Linked DNA regions of Zea mays: all the other regions are linked to region 2. A link is a contact called in public Hi-C data. All regions are on one chromosome and are shown on one strand. Each heading gives the region's core, a stretch centred on a gene start, on an enhancer-like site or on the middle of the called end of the contact. The rest is flanking DNA. Distances are from core to core; before and after follow the strand shown. Region 1 has its middle 7.8 kb from the start of LOC100277065. Region 2 has its middle 37 kb from the start of LOC100381684. Region 3 has its middle 43 kb from the start of TRNAW-CCA.

Evidence for each region. Hi-C and Micro-C count contacts between places; a contact is called where the count stands out from the background.
Region 1: a contact with region 2 is called in a Hi-C map of tassel, with 2.6 times the contacts expected there. The contact joins two enhancer-like sites. A contact is called at or near these places in 2 of 25 Hi-C or Micro-C datasets (ear and tassel).
Region 3: a Hi-C map of ear shows a contact between it and region 2, with 2.6 times the contacts expected there. The contact joins two enhancer-like sites. A contact is called at or near these places in 2 of 25 Hi-C or Micro-C datasets (ear and tassel).

The regions. Positions count from the first base shown.
Region 1 is chr1:95,275,403-95,278,383 of Zm-B73-REFERENCE-NAM-5.0, reverse strand. No RefSeq gene overlaps it. Among protein-coding and RNA genes, the nearest start is that of LOC100277065, 7.8 kb to the left of the region's middle. Within about 2 kb of position 1,358, at least 18 of the 20 cell types and tissues checked have an H3K27ac peak or open chromatin away from gene starts, as enhancers often do. A contact at or near this core is called in ear and tassel, where this site is marked.
Region 2 is chr1:95,136,724-95,139,927 of Zm-B73-REFERENCE-NAM-5.0, reverse strand. No RefSeq gene overlaps it. Among protein-coding and RNA genes, the nearest start is that of LOC100381684, 37 kb to the right of the region's middle. Within about 2 kb of position 1,262, at least 17 of the 20 cell types and tissues checked have an H3K27ac peak or open chromatin away from gene starts, as enhancers often do. A contact at or near this core is called in ear and tassel, where this site is marked.
Region 3 is chr1:95,339,272-95,342,174 of Zm-B73-REFERENCE-NAM-5.0, reverse strand. No RefSeq gene overlaps it. Among protein-coding and RNA genes, the nearest start is that of TRNAW-CCA, 43 kb to the right of the region's middle. Within about 2 kb of position 1,589, at least 17 of the 20 cell types and tissues checked have an H3K27ac peak or open chromatin away from gene starts, as enhancers often do. A contact at or near this core is called in ear and tassel, where this site is marked.

The DNA of each region.
Region 1 (2,981 bases), core at 109-2,608, 140 kb before region 2:
TTAATATAAGTCAGAAGGGTTGTGACAAATAAATAAGTAATTTATCTTTAATCTAGTTTATAATTCGACTAGAGGTTATATTTTAGTCACACTATTATTATGGATATATTAACTTTGTTTATAAGGTTTAATCCATTAAGCATATGTTAAATGAATATTTATTTTTGAAACCATGTTATTTGATAAAGTATTGTTACAGAGACATAGGAAACATTCTTACGAAGCTAACACAATTTGAATGGGTCAAATTGGAGTTAAAACATAACATATATGAATTTTACAAGTTTCCTAACCATTTTAGTATTTATTTTGTACTAGAAATAACTTCTAGGGGCATATATGAAAATACTTGGGATTGGTTTGTGATTAGTTTCAACGGAGAAAGGATGGCGGGTTGATTGAACAAGAATCCAAGGTCTCTTATGCAATTCCGCCACAGCAGAGCCTATACACACGCGAGTGCTCAGATCCACACGATCTGAGATCAATGGTTATGAAAAAAACCCGAACCAGTATCCATCGACGACTGCGCAATTAGAGATCAATGGCTGGTAATCGACCACAACCACGACGATTCCCAGCCACTTCGATGCAGCTCTACGGTTCAGATTCAATCATCGCATGACAGGATCTTGGCCGCACATCTAGGATGGATGGCCAGAACTCCATCTCCTCAACTTCTAATCGGAGCCGTCAACTGGCCGATAAATGGCCAGCGGCCATCGCCTCCATTCAATACCCGAACACGGCGGTGGGGCATGCACCACGGCGGTGGCTCGCCGGCGAGGCAGCCCATCCATGCCCCCAATGCCCCATTCAACGCGTTGGAAGGTGCTAAACGCAGAGGGCATTAAGGCCAAGCGGCTAGGATATCGTTACCTGCGATATGAACAACAACAATTGTTGGCCACGACGGGTAGCGACTTGTTGGAGGTGGCGATTCTCTGTCGAGGGATTCCACCCTGCCTGGTTGACAATACTCCCAGACGCAGCCATGATTCCCTCCCTAGGAACTCAGTGATGCTCCTAGGCCTCCGCGTATGCCCCAAACAGCCACATCGGCGAGAAGCCATGGTGGCGGCCCCTGGCGGACGGTGGTATGCAGCGACAACTCGGGTCCCTTCTCTCCCTTTGCGCGACGTTGAGATGACGGTCGAGAAAACACCCCAGGCACCAGATTTTATACCCGAGTTGGTTAGGATCTCAACCGAAATCCCAAATTTCTGGGAATTCTTTGTTTTCTCGGGTTGTCTTTGCATCTACGGCAGGGCAAACGAGCTGGAAGAAGAACCCCCTCCTTCGGCGTCGGGCCCACCGGTCAATGGCATATAGAGAAAAACAAGGGCAGGACCGCAGGAGAGAAGATGGGATGTCGTGGGGGAAAGCAAATGGGCCGGCCAGGGAGTTTTGGGCCGAGGCGCAGGTCTGCCCCTCCCCCTTTTTCTTTTCAGTTTTCTATTTTTCTTTTGAACTATTTGGAATTTCTAATTTTACACAAGATTCAAATTTAGGATTTTAGTTCAAATGCACATACAAAAATTCAGCATGAAATGCAATTATATTTTAGTATTAAATACTTTATTTATTTAAGAATGTCTCCAATATGCAACATATACACACATTATTTGTAGTCAAATTTAAAGTATATTCAAAAGTTCATATTCATCTATTTTGATAGAAAAGATTTTCTAATGCATAATCTTTTACTAATAGATTGTTTAACTAATTCTACATAGTTTACTACGTCAATCATTCATATTTGGATCTTTTATTTAACCACTTGTTTCAAAACATAACTATTTTTACTTTAGAATATTTTTTTTCTAAATTACCCAAAATGATATTTTGGGGTGTTACAAATCCTACCCCCTTAAAATAATCTTGTCCTCGAGATTAGTAATAAAAGGAATGCAACAGTTTTGGTTTACGATTTACCCTTTTTGTTTCTTAATTAGTTCAAAAATCGAAGGGATTTTATTTAAGTATTAATTAACATGTGCTTTTAAGGAAGCTTGGGTATCTTTTAGGTTTAAAACAAGATATGGTTAAAGCAAGGATAAGTAGGGGTAAGAAAGTTTTTTGTTTTGTGCCAAGAAAGACTCTAGGCGAAGTGTTGAGTTCTTGATTCATCTCGAGATCCACTGTGACTTCTATATCCTTCCTTGACGTGGTTGATTTCTCTTCCTTCTTGGTGTTACCATCAGATTTATGGACCTGTAGTTATGGAACATTTGTAGGTCCCAATTTAGTAGGTAGAGCAGCTAGTTTAGTAGGTGGTTATGAGTTAAATGAGATTGGTGAGAATCTAGTTTGGTTGTTTGCTTCTAGATTGGTTGGATAGGTTATGTAACCTATTATGTAGGTCAAGTTGTTGTGTATGGCCGAGTTGATCTAAGTCACCCATTTAGGTTAAAACAGTTTATAGGAGTAGGGTCTAATTTATTTCACCGGGATTAACTAACATATTAAGTAACTTACTTTAGATTGGATCATATTAGATTAGATTGTATGACTAAATTAGACTAGATAAGGTCTAATTAATTTTGGTTTGGATCATGGTTGTTACTCTGAGATAAGTAAAGTGGTTAGGATAAGATAAGATAGAGTCTTTTTCAGATAAGATGGATCTAATTAGGATAGGGTAGATCTATTTCGATAGAGTATTATCTTGTTTGTTTTGTCTATCTCTTTTACATTACTTTAAGTTGAACCGTTATATATATATATATATATATATATATATATATATATATATATATATATATATATATATATATATATATATATATATATATATCAATGCAATTGCGGACATTACTCCACAACTCACCACACTCAATCAAAGAATAGAATCAAGCAGTTATCATAAGGACAAACACTCAAGCAAACAAATATTTACAAAAATAGTTTTTTTATTCGGTTCCTAAGATTAGGGTTCCTATTACTTAGGGACAATTTAGGTACAGGATTCCAAGGTGTGA
Region 2 (3,204 bases), core at 13-2,512:
CGTGTTGCCAGGGTGCAGCCAATACTCAGCCAATGCCATAACTCGGTCGATTAATAACGTAGTCTGATCGACATGTCAGAGTACCCACTATACAATTTAATCGCTCAACGTGAGTCCAAAAGCTCAACACATCATAAATATTTAGAGCGATTTTAGTCTGCGCAGTATAGTCTGCACACCCATTTTAATAATTTTCTGCTAATTATTTACTACGGGAAATAATTATTAATGCAAAAAACGAACACCAAAATTAATGCATGAGCATAACACATCACGTGTAACTATCATTTTACCATATTCAAGCATGTATTTTTCTACTAATTATTTGCGATAGAAAAATAACTGATTAAGATAAAAAAACATGCTTAATTATTTTGTTTCTCAACCGGTCACTTACATGAAATACTCAACGCATGATTGTTTTCTTAGCCGCATGCATCTTTTCCTAGTTTGACTCATGCGGCAGGGGATGCATGGCATCATGCATATGTGTATGGAGACGTGCGCGGGTCAGCAGGTCAGCAACGGCAAGGAGAAAGTCTCGCGGCTGCAACTGCGTGCATGTCTCCTAGATCCAAAAAATGCGCGTGGAGCCAGCGACCTGATGCGCCGAGCGACGCCGCCGAGCAACCGGATCTTATAGAATGCTCTTGTTCGGGTGTGGCCCCGATACGGCTCTGGCATAGTCGAGGCACGGCTGCTAGCGCAGTGCGGTCCCGATGAGCGGAGCACCACTACGGCGATGGCAGTTCGTCGCACACAAATTACAGCACGTGCACAACTAACTGATCAATCAGTAAACATACCGTTTGTTTGCGTAGATAGAGAATCGAAGACTGTCGCGTAGGACAGTTCGGCTAGGCCGTAAGACCTGCCGGCTTAACGAGAGTTGATGCAGATCTGATCCCGCAGCGACATCGAGGTAGAGCGTGCTGATAACGTGTTGAGAACTACGTCACCACGGATCACCAGATCCGCTCCCTTCCCTCCCGTCAGCAGTAGAGGCGCGAGAAGCTGTAGAAGACCCGTCTCCCTTCCCATAAGCACGATAGAGGAAACACACGAGACACCGGGTATAGGGTTGGGCCTCTGGCCTCTTTCTCTTTTTTGTATTATGAGAGAGTATACAGGTTTCTTATATAAAGATGTTTCTTATATAAAGATGTGAGACCCCTTAGGAGCAAAGCAGGTATTTACCCATATAACCCTAAACTTAACAAGCCTTACCCTCATCCACATGCTCCCCGCTCTTGTACGCCACCATAAGGATCCCACACTTCAGTCACGGCCACCGCACGGGCCCATGGACCCACTGACGGATGGGCCCATGGATTCAATAATTTTTGTTCACACATAATTTTCCAATCCATCTTCAATGGTTTCGGTCACATTTTGGTTACCAACAATACGTATTTGAAAAGAAAATTCAAAACAAGTTGTAGTTTGTAGTTTGGAACGGAGATGGCAGAATTTAAAGAAAATGCATTGACGGTTAGAGTACGCAGCGTAGGCCCATCAGATTCTTCCGTGGTAGGGTTGACCGGTTTAGAGAGAGAGGCGAAAGACATAACTGGCAACGGGCCGCTGTAGGCTTGTTGTTTTTCACGGGTGTTTCCATGGGCCAAACATGGCTGCGCGTACCAAATGACAGTCATCTTCGATCTGGTGGAATACTACATAAGTCGTACTCCCAGGCTTGGGGCTTTAAGTGGGCTTCTATGACGTTCAGCCCATTTGTGCAAGTCATGGGTGGGCAGGATTTCCATAGTTTACGCGGACCGGCCCACTCAAAAAGAATACAGGGTCATCTCGTATTCTCCTCCAATGTATTTGTCTCGGATACGAGACCGGATACGGATAGTTAAAATTCGAGACGAATATAAGACGGAACCGGCTAATAATTCGGACGGGTAATAAACGGGTATCGGATATCACTCGGGTAGATAACAGATATTTATCGGGTAGTTCGTCCCAATAATATTAATTGACCAACCATCCAACAAACAAATAAAATAAGAAATACATAATTATGTAAATGAATAAGGATATTATAGAATCGACAACATAATTTGAAAAAACATAATCTACAAGTATACGTGATTTATAGCTGCTTCCTTCGCTTGAGGAACTTTTTTCTCTTGTACATCCATAACATTCTTTCATTCTTTATTTCCCTTGAAGACTTCTGCTCATGACGCATTATATTACCATGATACGTTACCAATTAACAAATGTAGAACACATCAACTTCTGGAGTTGTGTTGGAGGATTTTGATTCCCACTTCTCCAATAAATTTTATCATAGTTATCTGGATAACACTAGTAAGATAATGCATAAATCTGACAGCGTTGCTCTTACAAATCCATTTCTTAGCATGTGACATATCATTTTCTGCAGTAAACGTATACCCTATTTCTGATTATGGGAAACTAAGCAATGAAGTCGATAGATGTGCCCAAAGGACAAAAATGTCATGTACGTACAAAAATGTCACGTAGTATTTGGCTACTACTAGCAGTATATGGTAGCAAGCTGGTTCTCAGAATTTCGATTGTCACTGTCGTAGTGCTAGTAGGCCAAAGCTAACCAACCAAACACTGAGCTTGGGCTAATGAGCCGTAAGCCAGCTTCATCCGCATGGCGCATGACAGTGGAGACCGCAACCGGCCAAAATAGCAAGGTGCCCGCTAGGTGAGTACCCGGGTACCCGATCATCCGATACCCGTATCCGAACCGAGGTTCGCGGGTTGTTACCGGATAATAGTGACTCTGTATCCTATCTGTATCTGGCTGTACATTATTCGTGTAGTATTCGTATCCGTCCCGACAACAAAAATACCCGTATCTATATTCGAAAAATCGGGTTATTTCACTACCCGTATCTGGTACCCGATCCGGGTACCGTGCCTTTTTCACCCCTAAGGGCTTATTCGGTTATTTTCAATCCATATAAATTGGAATGGATTAATACAGATTGAGAGAGATTTTAACTTACTAGTGATTGAAATCCCCTCAATCCCCTCAATCCCCTCGATTCATATAGATTACGGTATAACCGAACAAGCACTAAATGAGACAGTGCAGTTGGGATAATCAGTACCTCAACCAAACAAATCGTAGTCACTGCTTCCATTCACGTCGCTCCCCTGTTACCAGTTATCACACACGAGTACAGGACACAAGTGCCTTCCATTATTAAAAAA
Region 3 (2,903 bases), core at 340-2,839, 200 kb before region 2:
CCAACAGTTTGGATCGTTAGATAACTCTCTCCCTTATTCACTCAAATCCAACGGACAATGGGTTTGTTCGGTTCAGCTTTTTACTAAGAATATTTTCTGAGAATCTGGCTATGGGGAGAATCTGGTTGTAGATAGAATATGAGTATCGTGGAGATTACGTTTGCAGAAAGATAAAATAGTCCATACGGTTTAGGATGTAGAAAATGGCGATTTCGTACTATCGCAACGACTCGGTCAATTTTGTGTTCACGTTGATTTCGGACGGTTTTGACTAAAGTGATTCTTATAGAAGCTGGTTGTAAAGCTGAGCGTTTCTGGTGGCCAGAAGCCGAAAAACTAAAACAAACATGACCAATATTATTTGGATCATCCTTTCTCCCTCGTCCCTCCCCTTCCCCTACGACGACCCGGCCGCCCCCAGCCTCCATCGTGTCATGTCGCCTCCTCCCCTCTGGTGGCGCCCATGAGATTTTAGGGGCCCAAGACAAGTTTAATGTATAGGCATTTCACTCAATATACATATAAAAATATTTACCTCAAATAAAAAAATAAAAAAGTACATATTATTACCTTAAAAATTTCTTCTATCATATTTAAATATGATCAGGATATGGATCGTGGTTGACAATTTTTCGACACTTTACCGCTGAACTAATAGACTATAAATAGATAGTCTAGCCAATATAAGTATATATCTAGGGTTAGGCCCTTTGAAATCGGGGGCAGGGCAGCCACCCCTCCGCCCACCCTCAGCGCCGCCGTTGTCAACCTCTCTCCTTGTGCCACCGTTGTCAGGGGCGAAGCCAATGTCACTTTCACCACATTGCACACATTAAGAATATACACAAGATCTTAGAAATATATGGTCAAAATATATTTGGCTAATAGAAAATATTTTTTTGCCACTCCACCGGGCAAAGTGTATATGGCGTCGCCCCTGACCGTTGTCGTTGTTGGTCTCTTCGCTCCTCTTCGTGAGATTGTAGCGTTAGTACGAACTATATGCCAGTACGTCAGTGGTATTTCATTTGCCAAAAATAAATAGTTGTAAGCAAGTTTTATTTTGTTGGATGATGTCAGAAATTATTGTAGCGTCCAGATCTAGACCAGCAAATGAAGCCACGCTCTGCTCCCGTGCTCCGTCTCCGAGTGACAAGGGCAAAAGGAGCCGGTCGACGACAACAACAACAACAAAATTTTGACAATTACTCGTCCATGTCCACACGTCTTGCTTTGATTGAGGCGTCCCCGTCGTTACTCCACATCAATGGCTCCCATGCATGCATGCAATGCATCCAAGGCGAAATGCATCTCCGTTTCCTCTTTCGGAAATAAAGGGTGAAAAAGACACAGAATCTTTCTGTGGCAACCGTGGACCATTAACCTATTAGCGTGTTTCTCTCTTTCCTGTCTGTACGCGCATTCATGCATCTCTACAGTTGAGTTGCTATCTCATATATATACGTACGTGGGCCAACACGCGGTCTTCCGCCGTACACGGCGCTGTGCGACTGCGTGAGCTCCACAGCGTTGTTTCTGCCTAGGGATAAGGCCCAATGGGCGCCCAGACGCGCCACGTTTTTATGAAGTGGGCGGATTGTGCCGAGGTGGCAAGGCCCATCGTGAAGCAGGCCCTGCTCGGACCTGCCACGCTATCTTGGCCCGACCCGTGCGTTGCTGTCCACCATGACGACGAAGGCCGCCGCTGCCCGCGGTTAGAGGCATGTTTGGTTCCCTACCTAATTTGTCACATTTTGCCTAACTTTTCTGCATAAGATTAGTTCTTCAATTTGAACGACTAACCTTAGGCAAAGTGTGGTATAGTTAGCCACGAATAAACAGGCCCTAGGTTTGGAGAGCTTGTTTTGTTTACGACAGAATTTACTGTACTAGAGATTTTGTTTATCCAGCAAGAGTTGAAAAAAAGAAGAAATGTCATACTTTTAGAGTTAATTTGGGAACTCTATTTTTCCATCAGATTTCTATTTTTTCAAGAGAAAATGAACTAATTTCCTCAATGAAAATAAAATTCACTCGAAAAAACGTGGTTTCTAAACTAGCTTAGCGTGTCAAATATAAAAGTCGGCTAAGTTGTAGCAGAAAATTAAACATCAGTAAGAATCATCTCGGATGTTATCCAAACAGTCCAGTGCGTATGTTCATGGATCATGGTGTGATTGGATGCCTAGCTGGAGACGCTGGTCCTCCTCTCTGCAGACAAGACATGCATAGCCGTAGCCGATGATGGTTCACGTCGCTTGCCTGCAAAGCGAGGTGATGGTCAAAAGCGGAGTGTCAGGCTGGCTAGTGCCGTTTCCATTGGTTATTTTACTGGCAGTAAATTTCAAAAAGGAACCTGCTGCTGCGATCAAATAGTGCTGCTAGGAACAGAACTAGAAAACCTATACTAACTCCGCTGTACTATTACTTAACGTTTTAGATAAATTGAAATCAAATTTATAAAATTTTGACTACAAATAACTAATTTGTTATTTAGTTTTGGAATCTAATATTTAAGCACTGATTTGTCTTAAAAATACTTTTGTAAAAGTATAAATATATTAAGAGCTTATTGTATTTTAATAGAAAAACATTGGTCAAAGTTAAATTTTGAAGACCGTGTCTGTTAGTCACTTGATTTCAATCCCGTAAATGTATTAAAAATCAAGACAACACAAATAAACAGGTCAACCTTCATAGTCATCCCCTTTTATCATTCTTGGAGAGAAGATAAAATGAAAGGATGAAGATAAAAATTTGCTTATGTAAGTGGGTCATTCAAACATAGACAAAAACAAAATACAATGATTACAAGAAATTAAATAATGAAACAGGAAATTAAACAAAATACAATGATTACAAGAAATTGCTTATGTAGGTTTGGTTTAAGACAGAATGTGTTG